3 separate regions of the Mus musculus genome follow, and regions 2 and 3 are each linked to region 1. A link is a contact called in public HiChIP or PLAC-seq and promoter capture Hi-C data. All regions are on one chromosome and are shown on one strand. The core of a region is the stretch at or near the end of the contact, and the rest is flanking DNA. Distances in the headings are between cores, read along the strand shown. Region 1 holds the start of Ndufc2 (NADH:ubiquinone oxidoreductase subunit C2). Region 2 overlaps Nars2 (asparaginyl-tRNA synthetase 2 (mitochondrial)(putative)). Region 3 holds the start of Clns1a (chloride channel, nucleotide-sensitive, 1A).

Region 1 (2,688 bases), core at 132-2,631:
TATTCCCAGCACTGGGAGTGGGGGTGGGGTGGGGTGCAGGACACTTACCATTAGTTTGAAGCTATCTTGGACTAAGTAGCAAATTTCAGGTCAGTTAGTGCTACACAGAGATATGGAAAGACCCCACCCCAGCCTTTGTTAGGCAGAAGGTAGAGGTGAGCAGTGGAGGTGTGGAGTCTCACTCTCACGGCGGGGCACTAAAGGAGACTCTGGCCCTGGTTCTTATAAATTCCCTTCCTCCTTCCAAGAAAGGATAATTAGCTAGTGGGCTCTGATAATTACCTGATGAAAAACCTTGAGCAAATCTCAAAAAGAAATAAATAACTTCCAGTTCAGACCAGTGTTGGACAAAGATACAGGGAAAAGAAAACCATTTCAACTTGCTAATTACATGGTAAAGTTAGGTAGATTCCCAGACCGTATAAATAGTCTCCCTTTCTCTTACTCAACCCCGGTCTGCGCAAGCTGATGCAACTGTATTGCTTTTATGTATTGTCTGTCTGTTTCATCTATTTTAGGCAGGGACTTGTGTACCCAAGAATGACATACTGCTTGCCAACTGCTAGGATTACAGGCACCACTACGATTTTAAGAGAGATTTGCTCACATGCTCCATTGCTTTTATCTGTGTGTCTCACTGGATTTTCCTCAAAGAGTACAAGTATTGAGGAATATCCCCGCACTCGACTCTTAGCTGGTATTTAGTACTCCTGTCTTAGAAGCATATACATTTTCAGTATCAGGAAGGGCTTTCCAAAGGGAGATGTTCAAGTACGGAAAGTCCTTTATTTTAGGTGAGCGGAAAGAGACTAGGCAATCGCTTGATAGAACTTTAGGAATTCCTTCTTTCACTCCTTAATCCGTTGGGGAACACTTCTCTCAGCCACGTACATAGACCTGAAGGCCTAGGGGGAACCATTTTAGCAGACTATCGCCAGAACTGAATCTCAAGGTTAGGGTAAATGATTCGCTCCTGACCTCCGAATACCCTGGTGCTGACCTTACCTTCATTTTAGGCTTTGGGGGTGGGGGAAGTAACTGCAAACGAACTGCTGGAACCCCAGAAAGCTTGCTTTTATAGGCTTTAGATAAATGAACTAGCCATTATGACCACTTGTAGATGTTGATTTTTGGATGCTAAGATAATGTTTTCTGAAGAGCCATAGGCCTGGGGGCAAGTAAGTGAGAGACAATTTCGATTGTGGTAACTGGACTACATACATACATACATACATACATACATACATACATACCAATGTTTCCTAGCCTTTGCCCACTGTGGGTTATTTATTATAACCCCCCCCCACACACACACACACACACACACACACACTACAATGTCAGCGCAAGCCTTCACGCGTTGTGGGCCACTTAGAAGCCCGGAACCTCGCGTGCAGAGGTTGCTAAGGCTGAGCGCACAGGGAAGCTTTTGGGTGCTGCACCGCCGTACGCAATGCCCTTCAGCCTAGAGCGCGGAGGAGGACGGTAGCTCGGTCACGGCGTTTGGAGTCGTTGTTTTTCCTATAGTTGGAGTCGAGGTCAAACCTCTCGTGGAACCTGCCTCAAGATGATGAACGGCCGGCCGGGCCATGAGCCCTTAAAATTCTTGCCGGACGAGGCCCGGAGCCTGCCCCCGCCCAAGCTGAACGACCCGCGGCTTGTCTACATGGGCTTGTTGGGCTACTGCACGGGCCTGATGGACAACATGCTGCGGATGCGACCGGTGATGAGAGCAGGTGAGGGCTGCGGGCGATCCCGCTCGGACGAGGAGCTGCAGGGTTGCCCGCTGAGGTCATCTGTGCTCTACGAGGCCTTCCTGCCTAGCTGGGGGCGCCTGGCTCTCCCAGGGCGTGCATCCCCTCTCGGGTTCTCAGCGCCAAGAGTAGCCACATTGAAGAAAACCAAGTGCAGTGCAATGGGGACTTCTAAACCCCACGGTTAAGTCTGCGAAGGACTCAAGAAGGGCTCCTCACAGTTCGCGTTGTACTTCGTGCTAAACGGTTGCCCAGCCCATTTCTCTCAGACGTGAGAAAGTATTGTACTGACGAGAGCACGAGACCCAAGCAGAGTTAAAGCACCTTGCCCACGGTCTAGTTAAAGAGAGGAGCTTGTGTTGTGTTGGTGTGTGCTTAGAACCAGAGCTTCTCAGAGTTGGAGTGCATAGAAATAATATACAGTTAAAATATTGGTTTGATTCATAAGGTCTGGGGAGAGGACTAATGTGGACAAAACTCCAGACGCTACTACTGCCCTTATTCTGGAATAGGAGACTGTCAATAAACTAGCAAGCTGTATATTCTAGTTTGTCACTGGCTTCTGGTCACGATTGAGAATAGCTTAGCTTACACAATGTAGCTGTGCTAAGAACTGTAGAATTCCAAAGATACATGTAGAAGCAAACTAACTGTCTTTGTTATAGTTATTCTTTATATGGGGGGGGGGGTAGAGGGGAGATAACAACCTGAATTAGTTCTCTCTCCAATACCGTGTCAGCCCTGGGGATTGAACTCCCCAAGTCAGACTTGGTGGCAAATGTCTTTATCATGTCACTAGATGTGAACTTAACTTTGAATATCAAGCAAGAGTTAAAAGAACTTCGTATGTCTGGGGGTGGGGGTGGGGTGTGCAAGGCGTTCTGAAAGTGGGTGAATTTGATTACTTAGCTGCAAGATTACAGTGATAAGGCTG
Region 2 (2,688 bases), core at 126-2,625, 380 kb before region 1:
GTTGAGTATAGGCTTTTGTAGTAAGATCCAATGAAAATTTTTTTTTAATTTCCTCAGTTTCTGTTGTTATGTCTCCCTTTTCATTTCTGATTTTGTTAATTTGGAAACTGTCTCTTGTGCCCTTTAGTTAGTTTGGCTAAGGGTTTTCTATCTTGTTGATTTTCTCCAAAGAACCAGCTGTGGTTTTGTTAATTTTTTTTTTTTTTTTGCATTTTCTTTGTTTCTAATTGGTTGATTTCTGCCCTGAGTTTTATTATTTCTGCCATCTACTCCTCTTGCGTGAGTTTATCTTTCTGTTCTAGAACTTTCAGGTATGCTGTTAAGAGTATGGGATCTCTCCAATTTCTTTATGAAGGCACTCTGTGCTATGAATTTTCCTCTTAACACTGCTTTCATCGTGTCCCATAAATTTGGGTATGCTGAGTCTTCATTTCCATTGAATTTTAGAAAGTCTTTAATTTCTTTCTTTATGTCTTCCCTGACCAAGTTATTGAGCAGAGAGTTGTTCAGTTTCCATGACTATGTAGGCTTTCTGTTGTTTTTGTTGTTATTGACGTGCTGAGAAGAAGGTATAGTCTCTTCTTTTAGGGTGAAATATATGCCTATAGATATCTGGTAAATCCATTTGGTTCATAACTTATGTTAGTTTCACTGTGTCTCTGTTTAATTTCTGTTTCAATGACCTGTCTATTGGTGAGAGTGGGATGTTGAAGTTTCTCAATATTAATGTGTAAGGTCCAATGTGTATTTTGAGCTTTAGTTAAAGTTTCTTTTATGAATGTGGTTGCCCTTGCACTTGGAGCATAGATGTTCAGAATTGAGACTTCCTCTTGGTGGACTTGTCCTTTGAGCATGAAATGTCCTTCCCCATCTCTTTTGATAACTTTTGGTTGACAGATAACAGCGGCTTTCTGAATGGTGGAGAAAACAGTCAGCAGTGCCTGTTTTAGGCGCCAGGGTAAAGCTGCCTGTGTTTCACTTCCTGTCAGTGTGCTTGTACTCAGCTGACAATAGAGGGTGACATGGAAGTCGGGAGATTAGAAAGGATGCTGATTGGTCTCATGCAGATTCAGTTCTCCAGCTAAGAACAAAAAAGTCCTGTATTTATAACTACGGAGCCTAGTTCTTCAGAAAGAATAAATGGTCATACATTCAGTGACCATTTTATCTATTAATCTATTTAGCAACTTGAGGGTTTCAGAAAACTCTACATGAGAGCAAAAGCAACCTCTGTAATTTCACCCCCCCCCCCACCAAAAAAAAAAAAAAAAGATATTTTTGTAGCGATCTTGATTGATGGGTATTGGATGTTCTTTTGTTAGCTTAAACATCTACTCTAAGCCCAGGACTTTCCTTATATAGCTCTCATCTTCCCAGAATTTGGCACGAAAATGGTTTTTAGTGCTGAGTGTTCTCTGCTGCTCTCCTCTCACAGCAGTGCTGGCCTTTCACCTGGTTTTGTGTCTTATTTTAGAAATTGTCCTTGCTCTTCGGTTTTATTTTAAATGTTGGTTGGTATACACTTTGCTACACTTGATATAACCAAAAGGCTAAGAAGCAAATTTTGAGCCTTGCTGCAAATGGCTTCATGGCTGTGGAAGGCAGAAAAAAGGAGGAAAAATGGATTATTTTAAAATGAATTCTTTAGATCCAGAAACAAAATTATTGCAAAATACCTTATCTACACCAAGCCTCAACTACATAAGAAATTTGAGGCCAGCCTCGGATATGTAAGCCTTTGCCTCAAATAAATAAATAAGCAACAATTGCTACCCGGTCCATAGTGTTCTACATAGAATTGCCAGTAAGAGGCAGTTACCATTGTGATTTGATCTTTTTTTAACCAGAATTTTTTTAACATGAGTAGCAAATATCTTTTTGAGTAGCAAGCTTTTCCTTATATTTCAGAGCTTCCAAAGTAAATTTCAGCCTCTCTGCCTGTGTATTTATGGAAAATACACTTGACCGTTAACATTTTTGTTTATGTAGTGTATCCTTGTGAGACAATACCAGAATCACCTTTTTTTTTTTTTTTAAAGTGGATACTATTGGCAGCCAATCTCAGAGAGCATAGCCCTAAACTGGAAACTCAGTTTTTACCATTTACATTGGTGCTTGGAGCAGACCAGAATTATTTGATCCATTTTAGATGCCTATTTCTGTATCCATTTTAGGTACTAAATAGCAGCCTGAAAAGGTCTCTGGAGTGTTTTGCTCTTTGTCATGTTGCTGATAAGGATGTGCGCCTTCCCAGCTGATGTTGAGGAAGCCTGGTGTCATTAGTGCTCATTCATCAACATGAGCACCTGGTTTAACTAGGCACTGGAGATGCAGACATGAATAAAACATGATTCCTGTTCTGGAAAAATTTATAGTTCACTGTGGGAGAGGGGGGTATTTAAAAACATAATTATATATCAAAGTGAGACATTTTATATAATAATATATAGATTAAGTGTTGTCATACTGTGTAGGAGGGAAATAAGTTGGGGGTGATAACATTTCAAAAATGAAAGATTTTTAGGGCAAATTTTGAAGGTTGGATGGGCATTTGCATTTAGAGAAGAGCAAGGATGGCATAGAGAATATTCTGTGCAGAGACAAACAGCTCAGGGACATGTAGGTAAGAAGAAAGTCTTCAGAGAGCTGTAGAGAAAGGCTACATGGGGAAAGAATAGGAGTGTCTCT
Region 3 (2,688 bases), core at 120-2,619, 300 kb after region 1:
TAACCTTCAGAGAGTTCTAGAATCTTTTCTCATCCCCTCCCTTACTCCACTCCCACCTTCTCATTCCTGTTCAGGGGACCTGCCTCCTAGTCTCACTAACAACAAACTAAATTTTAAAACGTAACACTTGGAACTGACTGGAGACATGGGTCAGCTTGTGAGACTGCCTAATGCCTTTGCAGATAGGGTCACTGCGCCCAGGCAGGGTGGCTCACACCTGACTGTATGTAGGTAGGTATATACATATATGTGAGGAAAAAAATCTTTAGATTCCTCTGTTGAAAAGAATCCAAAGGGAAAAAAGGAGGAAGAAGAGAAAGAAAGATAAAACTGCTATCACATCCTCCATGTATGTTATCCAACCTAAACAGCCTTAGCCCCATAGATATTACAATTCTACAGCCAAAAAAAGTGGAGTCTAGAGGTCAACTGACTGAATTCCATCCACCAACTCTAGCTTGTGAGTTTAATGCCTCAGGTCCCATCTGTTAAAGTGGGTAATAGAAAATGTGTTCATATTGTGTATCATAAAGAAAAAAATTAATTGAGCAAGTGTGGTGATGGGTGCTCATAGTAGTACCAGTAAACTGGAGTTCGGTGCAAATCGATTATGTATTGGAAGCCAGCCTGGGATACTTAAAGAAGCCCTGTCTCAAAAACCACGAAGGAATCCATGAAGAAATATAAGAGGTAAAGTCCGTATGCTGTGTGGTCTATAGGTCTCTGTTATGGGTTTCTATTCACCAAACCTGTAGGTTTTCACTGCTCTTATTCACTGGGACCTAGCGAACAGGGAAGGCAAGGGTTCCTAACCAGTGGCCTACCTTTCCCTCGGGCAGTCTTTTGACTGTCTTGCTGCGCACTGTCCATCATTAATGTAACCTTTTCGTGCTCGTGGCATGACTCGTGGGGATGGGGCGCTCGATCTCTCCGGCGACGTGGGGACTAAGAGGTCTGGTAAATGGCTGTGTGAACCCAAGGAGAACAGGCCTGACGAGGCGGAAGCAGGGTAGACTCGTGCACCCAGCCGGGAGACTTGGGATCTCCAGATGCGTGTGGATTTTATTTCTGTGAGTCCTCCTTCGGCGAGGGACTCCTGGGGCCTGGGTCCCTTCCCGCTTTTTGTTGGGAAAGGCTTGGTATTCCTTATACATCCTCTCTCGGGGTTTGCTCCTATGACCTTCAAAGAGAACCACATAGAAAACACTCGATTATTCTAAGCATCCTTAGAGGAGCGGGAAAGGGGAACCGATGCCACGTGACAAAAGCCAGCCGGCTCGCTGCGGACCTCTGAGTTGCCTAGAACATCCCGTCTCTATGGTCAACCGCATGCTAAGGCCCTCGCTGAGAAAGTTGTTCTTCCGGGCTACGACTACTGCTTCCGGGGCAGCTCCGTGCGAGCCGCGATTGCGGTACTCGCCTCTCTCGGTTCGCGTGGAGCGATGCTTTCCCCGGCAATGAGCTTCCTCAAAAGCTTCCCGCCGCCTGGGTCGGCCGACGGGCTCCGGCTGCAGCAGCCAGACACCGAGGCTGTGCTGAACGGGAAGGGGCTCGGCACCGGCACGCTTTACATCGCGGAGAGGTAAGGTTGGGGGGCGCCGACCAGCCGGCCGGCGCTATTGTGCGGGCAGGGTGGGATTGTCCCCTCCCGAGCTCGGCTGGTTCTGTCCCCTAGCCCGCGTTTCTCCCTAACGACCTGTGCGAACCGGCCTGTCTCCTGCAAGCCTGGCGCGTGGTCACGTTGAGTTTTGAGTCTGCAGAGCCTCGGTTAGTTTTTCCGTGGGCCTAGCTTTCGGAATGGTCGTGTCAACTAGACGATTTCCCTGCGTGGAATATGTAGCTCAGATTGTGACGGGTTACGACGTTTGGTTAATGAGCTGGGATGTTCTGCTTCAAGTGTGTGTGTTTGTGGGGGCTGGGGGGAAGGACCATCTTCAGGCCCACGCAGGGCGGAGTCACAACCAGCCGAACCCGACTCCTGGATGTGCAGGTCCTGGAAGGAATTCTTCTATTTCACTACCTGCAGGATTCAGTACTTTCACAATAACATAGACATGCCACTAAAATACACACTACATACACGCTCATACCCTCCTACCCCCACCCCATACCTTCCTGTTCACCCGCCCTCCCTCCCCATTTCTTTCCTTTCCCTTCCTCCCTCCTTTCCCCCCTCTTTCTTTCATTCTTTCTTTCTCTTCTCATTCTTTCCTGTCTTTCAGAGTCTCTGGTTTACCTTTTGCTATATTCTATTTGTTGGCCACAAAGGAAATCCTCTGCTTTTAAGAGCTCGAGTTATAACATTGCTCCTGCCTAGAAAATCCAGGCTATCTCGTTTATTTCACCATCAGTAGATTAGTAATCTTAATTACATTCAAAGTCCCTTCTTTCATGGCACTGGAAAACAAATCTCTTGGGGACCAAGATTATGCCTACTACAGAGCCCAGGGTATAAACGTGTAAAGAGCTATTTGTTCAGAGAACAGTGTGGATAGTGGGACTGGGTGTTTAGACACCGACTAGAAATACAAATGTGGGTGGGTGCGCAGTTTGGTTGGTATATGTGTTTGGAGTAGCCATGAGGGAGAAAGAAAAGGGATGGGAGGGAAGAAGTTGTGAGATTCATTCATTCATTCATTCATTCTGTAAGTTCTGTTACTCTAGAGAACCCTGACTAATACACATGGG

Evidence for each region. Promoter capture Hi-C pulls out the DNA fragments that hold promoters and counts their contacts. HiChIP or PLAC-seq counts read pairs in DNA pulled down with a chosen protein or histone mark.
Region 2: a contact with region 1 is called in an H3K4me3 HiChIP or PLAC-seq map of bone marrow-derived macrophages, with 6 times the contacts expected there. The contact joins the enhancer-like site here to the promoter of Ndufc2 in region 1. A contact is called at or near these places in 4 of 39 promoter capture datasets (the C10 cell line, the HPC-7 cell line, cranial neural crest and 1 more), 1 of 115 datasets of contacts at active chromatin or transcription factors (bone marrow-derived macrophages) and 1 of 9 other capture datasets (adipose tissue).
Region 3: a promoter capture Hi-C map of pre-B cells shows a contact between it and region 1, with 5 times the contacts expected there. The contact joins the promoter of Clns1a here to the promoter of Ndufc2 in region 1. A contact is called at or near these places in 19 of 39 promoter capture datasets (the 3T3-L1 cell line, 3T3-L1-derived adipocytes, the C10 cell line and 14 more), 5 of 484 Hi-C or Micro-C datasets (CD4 T cells, bone marrow-derived macrophages, cerebellar granule neurons and 1 more), 10 of 115 datasets of contacts at active chromatin or transcription factors (the SCID.adh cell line, T-cell acute lymphoblastic leukemia, bone marrow-derived macrophages and 7 more) and 3 of 9 other capture datasets (adipose tissue, liver and pancreatic islet).

What each region holds. Positions count from the first base shown.
Region 1 is chr7:97,398,622-97,401,309 of GRCm38.p6, forward strand. It overlaps Ndufc2 (NADH:ubiquinone oxidoreductase subunit C2), which reads left to right and starts at 1,382. Exons shown (of 3, transcript NM_024220.2): 1 at 1,382-1,736. The coding sequence starts at 1,568.
Region 2 is chr7:97,017,231-97,019,918 of GRCm38.p6, forward strand. The region is part of intron 6 of Nars2 (asparaginyl-tRNA synthetase 2 (mitochondrial)(putative)); the gene reads left to right. Among named protein-coding and RNA genes, the nearest start is that of Gab2, 63 kb to the right of the region's middle. Within about 2 kb of position 1,376, at least 22 of the 459 cell types and tissues checked have an H3K27ac peak or open chromatin away from gene starts, as enhancers often do. A contact at or near this core is called in adipose tissue and bone marrow-derived macrophages, where this site is marked.
Region 3 is chr7:97,695,288-97,697,975 of GRCm38.p6, forward strand. Clns1a (chloride channel, nucleotide-sensitive, 1A) reads left to right here and starts at 1,370. Exons shown (of 7, transcript NM_023671.2): 1 at 1,370-1,582. The coding sequence starts at 1,443. It overlaps Rsf1os2 (remodeling and spacing factor 1, opposite strand 2), which reads right to left and starts at 1,180. Exons shown (of 3, transcript NR_154552.1): 1 at 825-1,180.